Regions from separate parts of the Anas platyrhynchos genome. Here region 1 is linked to region 2. A link is a contact called in public Hi-C data. All regions are on one chromosome and are shown on one strand. Each heading gives the region's core, a stretch centred on a gene start, on an enhancer-like site or on the middle of the called end of the contact. The rest is flanking DNA. Distances are from core to core; before and after follow the strand shown.

Region 1 (5,783 bases), core at 1,808-4,307, 54 kb before region 2:
CCGTAACCGTAGGTGTCGTAGGGGACGTGCCCCAGGAAGGAGTCGGGGATGCTGCGGGAGTGCCCTGCAGGACAGGAGGGGATGCACAGCCCCATCAGTGGGGGGCAGCCACCGGCAGCACCCCCAGCACGGGGCCGTGCAGCCGATGGGAGCGGGGCAGTGCCCTGCGCCTCTGCCTGCAGCTGGGGGCACGGCGCGGGCAGCAGCTCACAGCCACGGACAGAGCAAACGCTGGCACCTACCCAGTAAAGATGCTGGGAGTCGCCAGAAAGTCATGGAAAAAGAGAGAGAGACCCAGTCAGGTGCCCAAGCCCCAGCTCAGCTGCGTCAGCCCCAGAGAGGAGAAGAAACCAAACCCCAGGACGTTCCCATCCCTGCTCTTTGGCCTCACTTGAAAGGCAGAAAAAACCACCAGCCCCAGGGACATCCGTCCCCTCGCTGCCACCCCGAATACCTGTGTCCAGGCTGGGTGAGTCCATGGCTGCCAGGAGCCCCTTCCTCTTCTGCTGCCTGCCAAAGGGAGCGGCTGTGAGCGGCACCGCAGGGCGCCCACAGGTGGCACCGCACCGTGGGGCACGGACAGGGGCTCGGGGAGGGGACGGGGGGGGCCACAAGGGTTGGGGGCTCACCGGCAGCTCTCCCAGCAGGCGATGAGCAGCGTGAGGACGTAGAAGGAGAGGAAGATGCCCAGGCAGAAGAGCATGCTGCTCACGTACGCCTCCGCTGCGCACAGAGCCGGGACGAGGCTCAGGGCGAGCGGTGGCCCCGGGGACCTGTCCCGGGGTCCCCCCCAGCACCCCGCAGCCCCCAGCCCTTATCGGCGTCCGGAGCAGGCTCCCACCCAGGCTTACAGGTTATGGCAGGGGACACCATCACCTCCAGCATCTTCTGCCGGTTGTGCTGATCCACGGGCTCATCTGCAGGAGGCACGGGCAGCCCTCAGCTCTGCGGGGCGGGGGTCAGCCCCGTGCCCAGCACCAGACCCCGCAGCAGCAAGGCTCCCCCCGCCAGGCACCCACCTGGGGAGGTGTGTTTGGACAGGGGGTAGTAGGGCAGAGCCCCCCCGCACGCCTCGTCCTCCGTCTTCACCACCACCACCACGTAGAAGCTGTTGCTGGGGAAATCCTTCTTCTGCCACGGCGAGAGAGACGAGGGTCAGCAGCACCGGGGGGGGACGTGTGGGTCCCTGTGGGGCTGAGCCCCACGGCCGGGGCCTGTCCCCATGCCCAGTGTCCCCGGCCCCGCGCCCACCTGCACGGTGATGGCTGCCTTCTTGGTCATGGTCTGGTACATGCCGATGAAGGCCACGTTGTTGTCCAGGTCATAGACGGGGCACTGCGGGGTGCGAGGAGCCGTCAGCCCCGCGGGTCCCCTCGGGGGGAGTCCCCAGAACCCAAACCTACCAGGATGTCCTGGATGGAGATGACGGAGCAGGGGAAAGCCATGGCCGAGGTCACCTTCACGATCACCGAGTCCACTCCCTTGGGGAACTCGTACTTGAAGTACTGGGGGGAGAGGGGCACGTCACCACCCGTGCCGCTCCCCACGGTGCGGACCCCCTGCCCGGCCAGCCCGGCCCCTCACCTGCGGCTGCGACGCCGTGGCATTGAAGGTGAAGGCTTCATTGGTCCTGGGGAGAGCGGGGAAGGAGGGATGAGGGCCGGCCGGGGCAGCATCCACCCGGGGAGGGAGCGGGCAGGGGGCCGGGGCCGTGCCCCTCACCGCAGCACGAAGTTCTCCACGCGGGTGACGCGCAGCTGGTAGGAGGCGTTGAGGGACAGCGTGGAGACGTCCACGTAGAAGTGCTGGGTCTCCACCTCCGCCTTGCTCTGCGGCTGGCACAGCGTGCGGCTCACCTCCTGGTACGCGTACTTCCTCTGGTACCTGGGGCAGGCAGACCCCGCCGTGCCGTGCCGTGCCACACACCCCTGCCCACCCCGTGCCCGCGGGGGACCCCCGCCCGGGGCTCCCGAGCCCCCCCAGCACTCACAGGCCCCGTAGGATGAGCGGCACCTGGAACGAGACCACCGCCTCCTTCTGCCTCACCACGAAGAGCACGGGCAGGTCCTTGTGGTCGGACAGGACGTTCACCGACACCCGGACTCCCTCTGTCTGCGGGGACAGCGCGGAGGCGACGCTGTGGCCGGGCAGCGGCGCCCCGCTGGGTGGACTTTGCTCGCAGACACGTTGGCCCCGTGCTGATGGGGGGGGTGTGGGACGCGGGGACTGGGCTCTGCCACCACCCGGGGCTGGGTGACGGGGGGCTGCACGGCCAGGGGGTGGTGGGGGCACTGCCTCGGGGTGAACTCAGGGTGCCCAAATGGGGAACGTGGACCAAAAGGGGGAACACAGCCCAAAAACAGGAACACAGCCCAAAAATAGGAACACAGCCCAAAAGGGGGGATGCAGCCCAAAAATAGGAACACAGCTCAAAAGGGGGGATGCAGCCCAAAAGGGGGGACACAGCCCAACAAGGGGAGCACAGACCAAGAAGGGGAACACACCGCAACAAGGGGAACACCCCAAAAATGGGAACGCACCGCAACAAGGGGAACACGGCCCAACAAGGGGAACACCCCAAAACCAGGAACACACCACCAAAAGGGGCCCCGCTCCCCCAAAAGGCCCCCGTGCCCCCCCCGTGCCCGGCGCCCCGCTCACCCTGTTGCGCAGCACGGTGTGGTTGAAGGCGTAGATGTTGAGCAGGTCGGCGTCCACCCAGTCCGAGTAGGTCCTGTCGAAGGTGGCCTCCTTCTCCTGCACCCGCCGGCCCTGCTGGGGCTGGGGCTGGGGCTGGGGCAGGGCTGGCAGCGGGGTGAGCGCCCAGAGCAGCAGCGCCCAGGCCAGCAGGGCGGGGGGCATCCCGCCAGCATCCCCGGGGGCACCGGGAGGGCACCGCGACGGGACGGGGGCAGCGGGGGGGGGGCACGGCGGGGTCAGCCGGGGCGCAGCGGGGAGCGCGGAGCCATGGCGCGGGGGGGCGAGGAGCTGCTGGGGCCGGTGCCCGGTGCTCGGTGCTCGGTGCCCGGTCCCGGTGCCGGTGCCGCCGCCCGGCGGTAAACACGTCCCGGCGGTGACGTCAGGGCCGGGCGGGGAAGTGACGCCGACCGGGGGCGGCCCCGGAGCCACCGTGGTTGGGGGGGGGCGGTGGGGGGGGGAGCGGAGCCCCGGGACGGGCACAGGGACACGGCGCGGGGCAGCCCCCGGGGAACCCCATCACCGCCGGGGCTGCTCTTGGATACCCCGGGCTGAAATATCCCGGTCCTAAACGCCCTGCTCCTAAATGCGCCCTGCTCCTAATTGTGCCCTGCTCCTAAATATCCCCTGATCCTAAAAGTCCTGTTCCTCAATGTCCCCTCATCTTCACCATCCTGTTCCTAAACAGCCCCTGTTCCTCAACACCTCCCCCTTTAAATATCCCAATCCTAAACATCTCCTGTTCCTAACCACCCTGTTCCCATATCTCCCCCCAGCTCCCCCTCCCCTGGGCTGCAGCCCCCAGCCTCCTGCCCCACATCTGCCCCCACCATTACAGTGCTCGCTGCCCCCCAGGTGAGGGGCTCCCCGCTCCCCATGGGTGTGAGGCCGGGGCAGAGCCGCAGCTCACGCCCGACTCCTGGCCAAATCCTGCCGCTGCTGGCACGCCTCGGAGGTCGATGAGTGCTGAGCGTTCCCCATTCATCTCAGGGCTTGGGAGTGAATCAGAGCCAGGAGCAGCCAGCTGAGAGATGCTGTCCAGGGCCAGACAGCCGGTTACCTGCACCTGCAGAACAGCATTCAGAGCTTCGGGTACCCAAACTCTGCATCGCTTGGAAACGGTGGTGAAAAGAGAGGAAAACGAACAAACAAACAGAAACCAGACTGGCAATAAGAATGGATACTAAATGAGAAGCGAGGATCCAGACGAGCACGACTCCAAATACCCACGGGAGGGAAGGCTGCGGGTTTACCTGGGAGAGGCCCCCCTGGGGAGGCTCCCCCCGACCCTGCAGCACCCCACAGCTGGTCCACGGCCCAGCAGCAGCAACGGGACACAGGAGGCAGCCGACAGGGAGCGGGAGACACAGGCGCACACACACACACAGCAACACGTTGGGGTGAAACATTTACATTTATATTGAAATATGCACTAGACAGAGTGAGTTCTACCAGTTGATGCTTTTTTTTTTTTTTTTTTTTTGCCAAAGCAGAATCACAATTCCCACCCGGGAAGGTTCAAGTCAGTGAGCAGACACAGAGCAGTGCCCCCGAGCAGGTGGGGAGGTCCCCACCATGTGCCTGGAGTGTCACCCCCTCCTCCCCAACAAGTCCCCAGGCACCCTTTTCCGTCCTTTCACATCTTTTCTCTTGGCTGCAATAAATAGGGAACTGGCAGTGCTCGCAGGCCACTGTACAGACAAGACACCAGGCTTCAGCACAGAACTGAAAAATGCAACTGGATTGTTTACAAAAGGAAAGAGCCCCAAAGGGCCGGTTCTTCCACAGCCAACCATTAACAATGAAATAATTCATGCTGGCCAGGCTGGGGCAGCCCAGCCCAGCCCCGATCCCAAGGGACATCGGTCACCCAAAGCTGCAACTGAAGCTTTTCTATGCGTCCTTTGGCGAGGCACTCATTTTTTTTTTAATATTTGCTCAGTGAGGAGGCAGAATCCCTCCTTGCCCTCACACAAAACATCTCAATTTTGCGCGGGACAGTTTCTTACTAGACAGCCCCAAGCACAGCTAAAGTCTCCTAGGAAAAAAAAAAAAAAAAGCTGTCCTTCCTCTCCTTGTGCAGCATCAGCACCCATCAGCGAGGGTTAAGGCAGCCGAGGAGGAGGGCTGCGAACACCAAAACAAGCACAGAGCGTGGCACCTGAGCAAGCCAAGCCTAAGCAGAGCTGTCCTCAGTCACGTTGCAGAGGAGCCACGAACCTGCCCAACCTCTCTCGTTCCACCCAGCGCCCTGCCAAGAGCAGCTGACTCACCGCCGGACACGGCCGCAGTTGAGGAGTTAACTTTTTATTGGAAGGACACATTCCTGGGCAGCGTCTCTTTAACCAGCTGCAGGGACAGCAGGGAGGGAAGCAGGGATGCATAGATTAAACTATCACACTGCCTTTCTATAAAAGCCTAGAAAGCTGGAAAGCTCGCAGGGAGCAGGGCGCTTTGTCCCGTCTCCCTAGGGGTGTGTGTGTGGAGGGGGGGGTCAATAAATCTTTTCCCCAAGAATCCTCCACTGCGATGGATTTTCAAGGCTGGATTTCACACTGCTTCCTACACCAGCTTCTCCAGCAAGCATCTAATCAGAAGCGTGAACACCTTTATCTTAAAGCCTGCTCTGCAAGGCAGCAGGGCTACAGAGTGCATAGGCTGAGCGGGGCCTGGGGAGCAGCGCGTTCCTGGCCTGGCCCATGGGGGTGAGACAATCATCCTCCTTCTACTACGGCACTCCAACACTTTTTACTTTTATTTCGGGGAATTGGAAAGCTTCATCCTTCCTTCATCTGTGTGTAGATCACATATACTGGAAACAAAACACACACTATGCATGCAATCCAGGCAGAAATCCTGCTATGATCAAATCTACAGGAAGAGGGGAATGTAGTGGGGACATAAAAGTATTCCTTAATGCTAGATTATAGACTGCATTAAACACCAGCACCCTTTATTATAAAAAAGGGCCAACAGACTATATACAGTACCTATGTACTTTCATTGCAGCAGGGCACAGCAAGCAACCTGGACACCTAAACACCCCTCAGTAAGCACACAGCATGGAGCGCCCGCTAAAAAGCCAT
Region 2 (6,031 bases), core at 3,281-5,780:
GCCTTGCACTGCGAGTGCCTTCCTTGGCCAGCTGACAGCCTGAGAGAGCGCTTCCCAGGGCTGTGCTGTGTACAGGCGCTGAAGAGAAACACACTGACAGCGTGCAGAAAATGGCTTGGATTTACCAGGCAGCAAGACTCATTTCCTACGTTGGATATTGCCTGCTGGCAGCCACTGTGCTGGGCAGGGAGAGGCAGGGCTCCTACCAGAGAGGTTGCACTGGAAGTCTTTTTGGGCAGCACTTGCTGGTGTCTGTTCTGTGCAGGCAGATGCACTGACAATGTGAGGCCATCGCATGTTGGAGGGGTACAATCGAAGCTGTGTGTGTGGAGGGGTCCCAGCAAAGCGGAGAGAAGAAAAACTTGAAAACTAACCCAGGAAGAAACCGGGGTGCAGCTGCGTTTCTTAAAGAAACGTCCCCACGAGCACGCTGACAAGCTCACCGAATGTCTGCAGCTTGTGGAGGCTTTATCTAGGGGAGGTGGAAACTATTTTCCTTCCAAGGCTGTTCCCAGCACAGTCTCCAGAAGGTATTTCCCACCCTGGAGATGGTGGTGTTTTGCTTGGCAGGAGGCTGTAGCAGTGATTTGAAAAGTAGCCTGGAAAAGCTGATTTATGGTATAGGATTTTCCGAGTATTAAGTTGGGTCCCTATAACTCATCAATTACAACTTGACACCAGTTCTGCCATTGTTTCAGGAGAACAAAAAAAAAAAGAAGCAATAGCAACTGATGGCTTTCACTCTGGACCTCCCAGGATAAGCACTGCAGGCGTGCACCAAGCCCTGTCAGACAGGGCGAAGGAGCAGCAAAACCTTCGCTGCCGAGCCTGTTACACTGCCTCACTCCAACCTCTTCCCTAATGCACTCAGTATGTCCGTAGCTTCCATCAGCTGAGCCCCGAGCCTGCCTTCTGAAGGCTCCGTCTGGCAAATCCTGGTTGCTTCTTTGCTGTCGAGTAGCAGGAATCCAGGGAGCCTGCCGGGAGCCAGCGTGTCACCTCCAACACCCAGAGCACAGCTGTGGGACCCGGGCCACGTGGTTCTGATACGTAGGTGTAAAATCTTGAGCAATCCACACAATTCCAGCAGCTGTTGGAGTTTTACCTTTCAGCTCGCCACCAGCGCAGATCTTCTGGCTCTTCTGTCGGTCTTCCTGACCTGCAGCTGCAGCTTTGCATTACTTGCTGTGAGTTCAGTAATTAACACTGGCAATTAGGAGTGGGTTAGTGCTGCTGTTTCCACTTGGTGCTGACTACAAGTGTGCTTTTTCTGTTGACCATAACCGTACCATTTTTCCCTGAGCAGTCAGGTGTGAGTGCTGCTCCCCTGCTCCCATTTTTCCCCTGGATGCCTTTTCCCCGCGTACCTTCTCGCAGCCTGACTCAGTGGCTGCTGGCACTGTGCTCACTCATGCTCCCAGTCCGAGGGTTCAGCCAGGAGCTGGGATTATTGCTACACACGCAGGCTTTCCTGGGATATGATTTCAGGCAGGAATCCCATCTATGCATTGCTTTGCATTCATTTGCAAGAGCCTGCTCGCTCCTTCGCCTTCGGAGGGTAGAAGTCCCCGTTGCACAGTCTCATGTCTGCTCCCTGAAGCTCTGCTCTAGCAAAGAATGAGGGACTGGATGACTGGACCCACTTCTTCGTAGTGCAGAGAGAGGGTTTTGAGGTATTTTCCCTATATGGTGGCATCACGAGTTTTAGTTTGTCCTTCAAAAACTCCCCTTTCCCTTTGCATCTGTTTGTGGGATGGGACCTGGTTGCTCCCTGGTGAATTTACGTGGCCTTCCTTGGGCTGGGATGAGTTGTCATAGTATTTAAAAAAACGTATTTCAACCATGGGTTATTCATTTTGTTTGTTTTTTTTTTTTTTTGCTTTATATTTTTGGGGGTGTGTTGTTGTTTTTTTCTGTTGCTTTGGAGTTTCAAATCCCCCCGTTGACTTGGTGGGCAAGGGGAGCTTTTCAAGCTCGCATCTGTGCAGTTCCCATCTCTAAATTCTCGAGCAGCAAAACACCGAGTCCCTTCCCATCCTGTCCCATCCCTGGGCAGCATGCTGGCGGCTCCAACGAGCTGCAGGCCTGCCAGACCCCTTCCCATTTCTGTACAGCCACGGGCTTGGGAAGACAACGTGCCGTGTTTGCTGTTTCAGCGATGCAGGTGGTTCCCAAAAGGCAGCGCACACGGCTGGGCGAGCTGCACCCTGCTGTGCCGAGCTGCGCCCAGGTGCTTGGCTGAGTGCTGCAGCTCTTTGAAGGAGAAGAGCACAGTCCCCCGAAATCAGGTCACGGAAATCCTGCGAGGCAGCAGAGGTTGTGCACAGGAGTGGCTGCTCGGGGGCTTGGTGGGAAGCCAGCTGGGTTTGCTGGCTCGGGAGCTGGGGGGAAGCTCCGGGCACTGCTGCCAAGGGTTGGGGGGTTCTGTCCTAAAGCTGACGCCCGGTTCCCTTTCAGCAGGGTAACTGCAAACCTTCCAGGTCAAACTTGCAGTTTTACGTGGTCTAGGGAACCAAACCTTCGCTGGTGGCTGCAGGACGCGTGCTGAGCTCCTCGGCTCCTGAAGCACGGACAGACTGCAAGGAGAAATAGGCAGATAAAGCTAAGATGGATGTTCGAGATGAATGTATATTTCTTTCACGAAATAAGGGGAAAAAACTTGTGTTTTGCATGTCAAATAATTTTTGCCATTTGCATGCATGTGTTAAAATCTGCATTTTCAGTCGAATTCTCCTGGAGAGCTTTGGGATCTCGTGCTCCGGTGGCAGGTGGGCAGGATCAGCTCCCGTTCCCCCAGATGTGCTGCAGCTGGGGACAGCGATGGAGTTAAAACTAGAATGAAGCTCGTCCTCAAAGTTTTACTTCCTGCAGCCATAGTATTTTAGCCATGAAGTTTTTTGGTTTAATGGGTTTGCATTTGCAAACTGAGTATTTCTGGCTGCTGCGAACAATGTCCTTGTGGCTGGGGGTCCCTGTCCACGTGCATCAGTGTCACTCACCTTCCTGCTGGCACAAGTCTAGCAGAAAAATAGGCAAAGCCGTTTGCTCCTGATAGGAACTGCTCCCAAGGACACCCTGTCATGGGACCTGGAACCCTCTCTCTCTCACTCTCTGGGTTTGCTGTTGTTCAGATGAGTCAAAATCCTTTTATTTATAAGCAAAAGCTCACTTCTCTTAAATCCAGACATCTGTTCCTTGCCTCTTTCCAGCGCAGGTCTCAGCTGTATCCAGGGGCGGCAGGTTAATTAGCAGGGAATGCCATTAGTGCCCACGTAAGCTGATGGTTGACTGCCCACGAAGTTCAGACCTTTCTTTTAACTTCTCCTTCAGGATTTATTCTTTGCTGTGGGTGAAGGATTTGACTGGCTTTGTAGAGATGCCTGCCACAACTGAAGATTTCGGTTCACGTATTTCTGGAAAATGAATTTAAAAAATGGCACGTGCTTTCTCCTCTTTCTGTGCGTTCTGTCTTTGCTGGCAGCTGCCCTGCTTCTACTGAAGTTGTGAAACTCGTCATCAGAGAGCTGAAGGTTGGAAATTAACACAAAGATTGTGTGTGGTCCCTCGAATATAAGTTGGAAACCTCATTCCAAACCCTTCACCCGACTTAGAGCGACCCTGGCTGGTCTGATTGCTATTCATTGACTCCAGCATGGAAATCACGTGTATGAAACGTGGAGGGCAAGCTTCAGATCTGTGTTCTCGTAAGCAAAGTAGTGTAGTTAGAGTGTGTGGAGCAGTCCCAAGCTGGGGTATTTTGCAGCAGGTTGTTTAAATGGGTTGAGTTGTTGTAAGAAGTGGAGGAGCAGCTTTGATATGTGGTTGTCCATCCTCTCCGTGTGGAGGAAAGAAACTTGCACGCTGTTCCAGGTGCCTCTTGTGCACTCTTACCCTTCTGGGGTCTGAATATCAGCTACCCCTTGTGGAATTGTGTGCGACTTCACCAGGCACAGCGAATTATTTCAGTACCATTTCTTGGTGACAGCTGAGGTGGATCACACTCTACTAACCAGTTCTTGTTATTCTTTCAGATTTTGGATTCAGTAACATCTTCACACCTGGCCAGCTGCTTAAAACCTGGTGTGGGAGCCCTCCCTATGCCGCTCCAGAGCTCTTTGAAGGAAAGGAGTACGATGGGCCCAAGGTTGACATTTGGGTATGCAGTGAGCCTCTTTCTCTTTTACTTCGATTTTGGTTTTGCTCTCTTTGGCTTTGATTCTTGCCACCGCAGTGGTGCTCAGCCTGCTGATGCTGCGTGGATCTGGGCACGCAGGTGCTGTGGTGGTGCAGGGCCACCTTGGGCAGGTTTGGGCTGCCAGCTGATTTAGCCATTGGTTTCTGAGGCTTGGAAGAAAGTCTGAATTAAGCTTGAAGGAGAAATGAGGCTGGCCTGGGACTGAGATGCCACGAGGTCCTTTCCAAGGATTTGCTTCTTCTTGTTTTCTGTTTTATTTAAACAATGTTAACCGCTGTTAACCACAACCTCTCTTGGTCTCTCCCTCCGTTGCTGACGTGACCTTGGTTTTGGCTGCAGAGTCTCGGCGTGGTGCTGTACGTGCTGGTCTGCGGCGCTCTGCCCTTCGACGGGAGCACGCTGCAGAATCTGCGCGCCAGGGTGCTGAGCGGGAAGTTTCGCATTCCATTTTTCATGTCCACAGGTGAGGCACACACACTGCACAGCCTGCCAGCAGCGCCGGGCAGGGCTCTGGGCACATCTCTGCTCACAGACCCCTTGAAACGCTTACATTTCAATAAACCATTTGATTTGTGTGTGGGGGGGAGTGGTATGCCAGGAGCCTTATCTGCTGGAGAGCAGTTTGTAACAGGAGCTAAAATGAGTTCTGAATCTAGAATTTAGAAACCCAAATATTCTTACCTAAAAATAATCGGCTTTCTTGTATACATAATTGCAAACTATAGCAAAATGTTAGCAAAGATACACTCACTAAATTCTGGGAAGTGTGAAAGCTAAAAATGGACTAGTGATGTAGGAATATGGAGGCTTTCACTCGATCTGCTGTAGACAAGAGGCTTTTTACAGCATTATGGCACATTAATTTCCAGCAATAGCCCCACCGCAAGTGAATGTCCATGTCCTGTTTGTGCAAAAGCGTTCTGGATTACTTAAGTAATAAATCTTGTTTGTGAAAAGTGTGATTAATTCTTGGGTAAAACCAGCTTTGCTTAAGAGCAGCTCATATTTTATGGTACCTTTGAGTGGAAAATTCAGTGGGGGTTAAAGGCCTGCTTTTCTGGCTCCAAGCTGAACCTCTCATCACACTTGGTGCTCCGAGCTTGGCTCGAGTGGTGGTGCCCCACACGGTTCTGCAGGAGCTGCCTGGGAGAGGTGTTCCTGCAGTAAGCCTGAGGAGCACTGTGCTGGCAGCCTGAGCCGTGGCTGCTCTGCTTTGTTCTCCAACCCCAAAGAGCCCGTTGGGTCCCCTGGCCATGCCAGCAAGGCGGGCAGGGACAGGGTGACAGCGTGCCACCTAGGGGAGCTGGCAAACAGCACAAGGGCACCGTGGCCTGGCCAGCCTCCTCCCTAGCCTGGGGAAATCCTGCCTGAGAGTTTGGAAGTGTGAAAGGGGCATACTGATTTACAGCTGTATTGGCAGGAAAGCTTTTCTCCAAAGGGGGTTTCAGATTGGTTTTGGAAGACCGTACAGCCACTGAAAATGTTCCTTGACGGGGGATGTGCTCACCTGTAGGAGCTGCGGTAGTGCTGGCAGCCAGTGCCACTGGTGCCCTTGGGAGCTTGAGAACGGGAGATGCTCCTGTGTTGGCTGGCAGCAGCTGTTGAAGCATCTTGAGAGAGGCTTTCACTCCTGTGCCACCTGATTTAGAGCAGTGCTTAGCCAGAGGGCTGTGGGTATTCAGTGTCAATTGGAGCCCCATTAACTTTGAGCTTCAGCCTTTGGTTCTGTCTGGAAGGGGCCGTGGTCCTTGGCCCAGCGGTTTCCTGCAGGTAGCATCAAATGTCTGCAGCAGGCACGGGCGTGAAGTGCAGGAGGAGAAGCAGTCTTTGTGTTGT

What was found. A called contact is a pair of places that touch in the nucleus more often than the background predicts.
Region 1: a contact with region 2 is called in a Hi-C map of F5 follicle, with 1.7 times the contacts expected there. The contact joins the promoter of SIDT2 here to the enhancer-like site in region 2. A contact is called at or near these places in 5 of 8 Hi-C or Micro-C datasets (F5 follicle, liver, skeletal muscle and 2 more).

What each region holds. Positions count from the first base shown.
Region 1 is chr25:9,045,431-9,051,213 of IASCAAS_PekinDuck_T2T, reverse strand. It overlaps SIDT2 (SID1 transmembrane family member 2), which reads right to left and starts at 3,057. Exons shown (of 28, transcript XM_072027803.1): 1 at 2,662-3,057; 2 at 1,991-2,137; 3 at 1,723-1,884; 4 at 1,585-1,630; 5 at 1,404-1,505; 6 at 1,252-1,335; 7 at 1,020-1,131; 8 at 852-917; 9 at 630-723; 10 at 455-510; 11 at 243-254; 12 at 1-64. The coding sequence starts at 2,873. It overlaps PAFAH1B2 (platelet activating factor acetylhydrolase 1b catalytic subunit 2), which reads right to left. Exons shown (of 6, transcript XM_027444425.3): 6 at 4,989-5,783.
Region 2 is chr25:8,992,675-8,998,705 of IASCAAS_PekinDuck_T2T, reverse strand. SIK3 (SIK family kinase 3) reads left to right here. Exons shown (of 24, transcript XM_038167509.2): 5 at 4,032-4,156; 6 at 4,535-4,658. Among named protein-coding and RNA genes, the nearest start is that of APOA1, 27 kb to the right of the region's middle. Within about 2 kb of position 4,530, at least 2 of the 8 cell types and tissues checked have an H3K27ac peak or open chromatin away from gene starts, as enhancers often do. A contact at or near this core is called in F5 follicle and small yellow follicle, where this site is marked.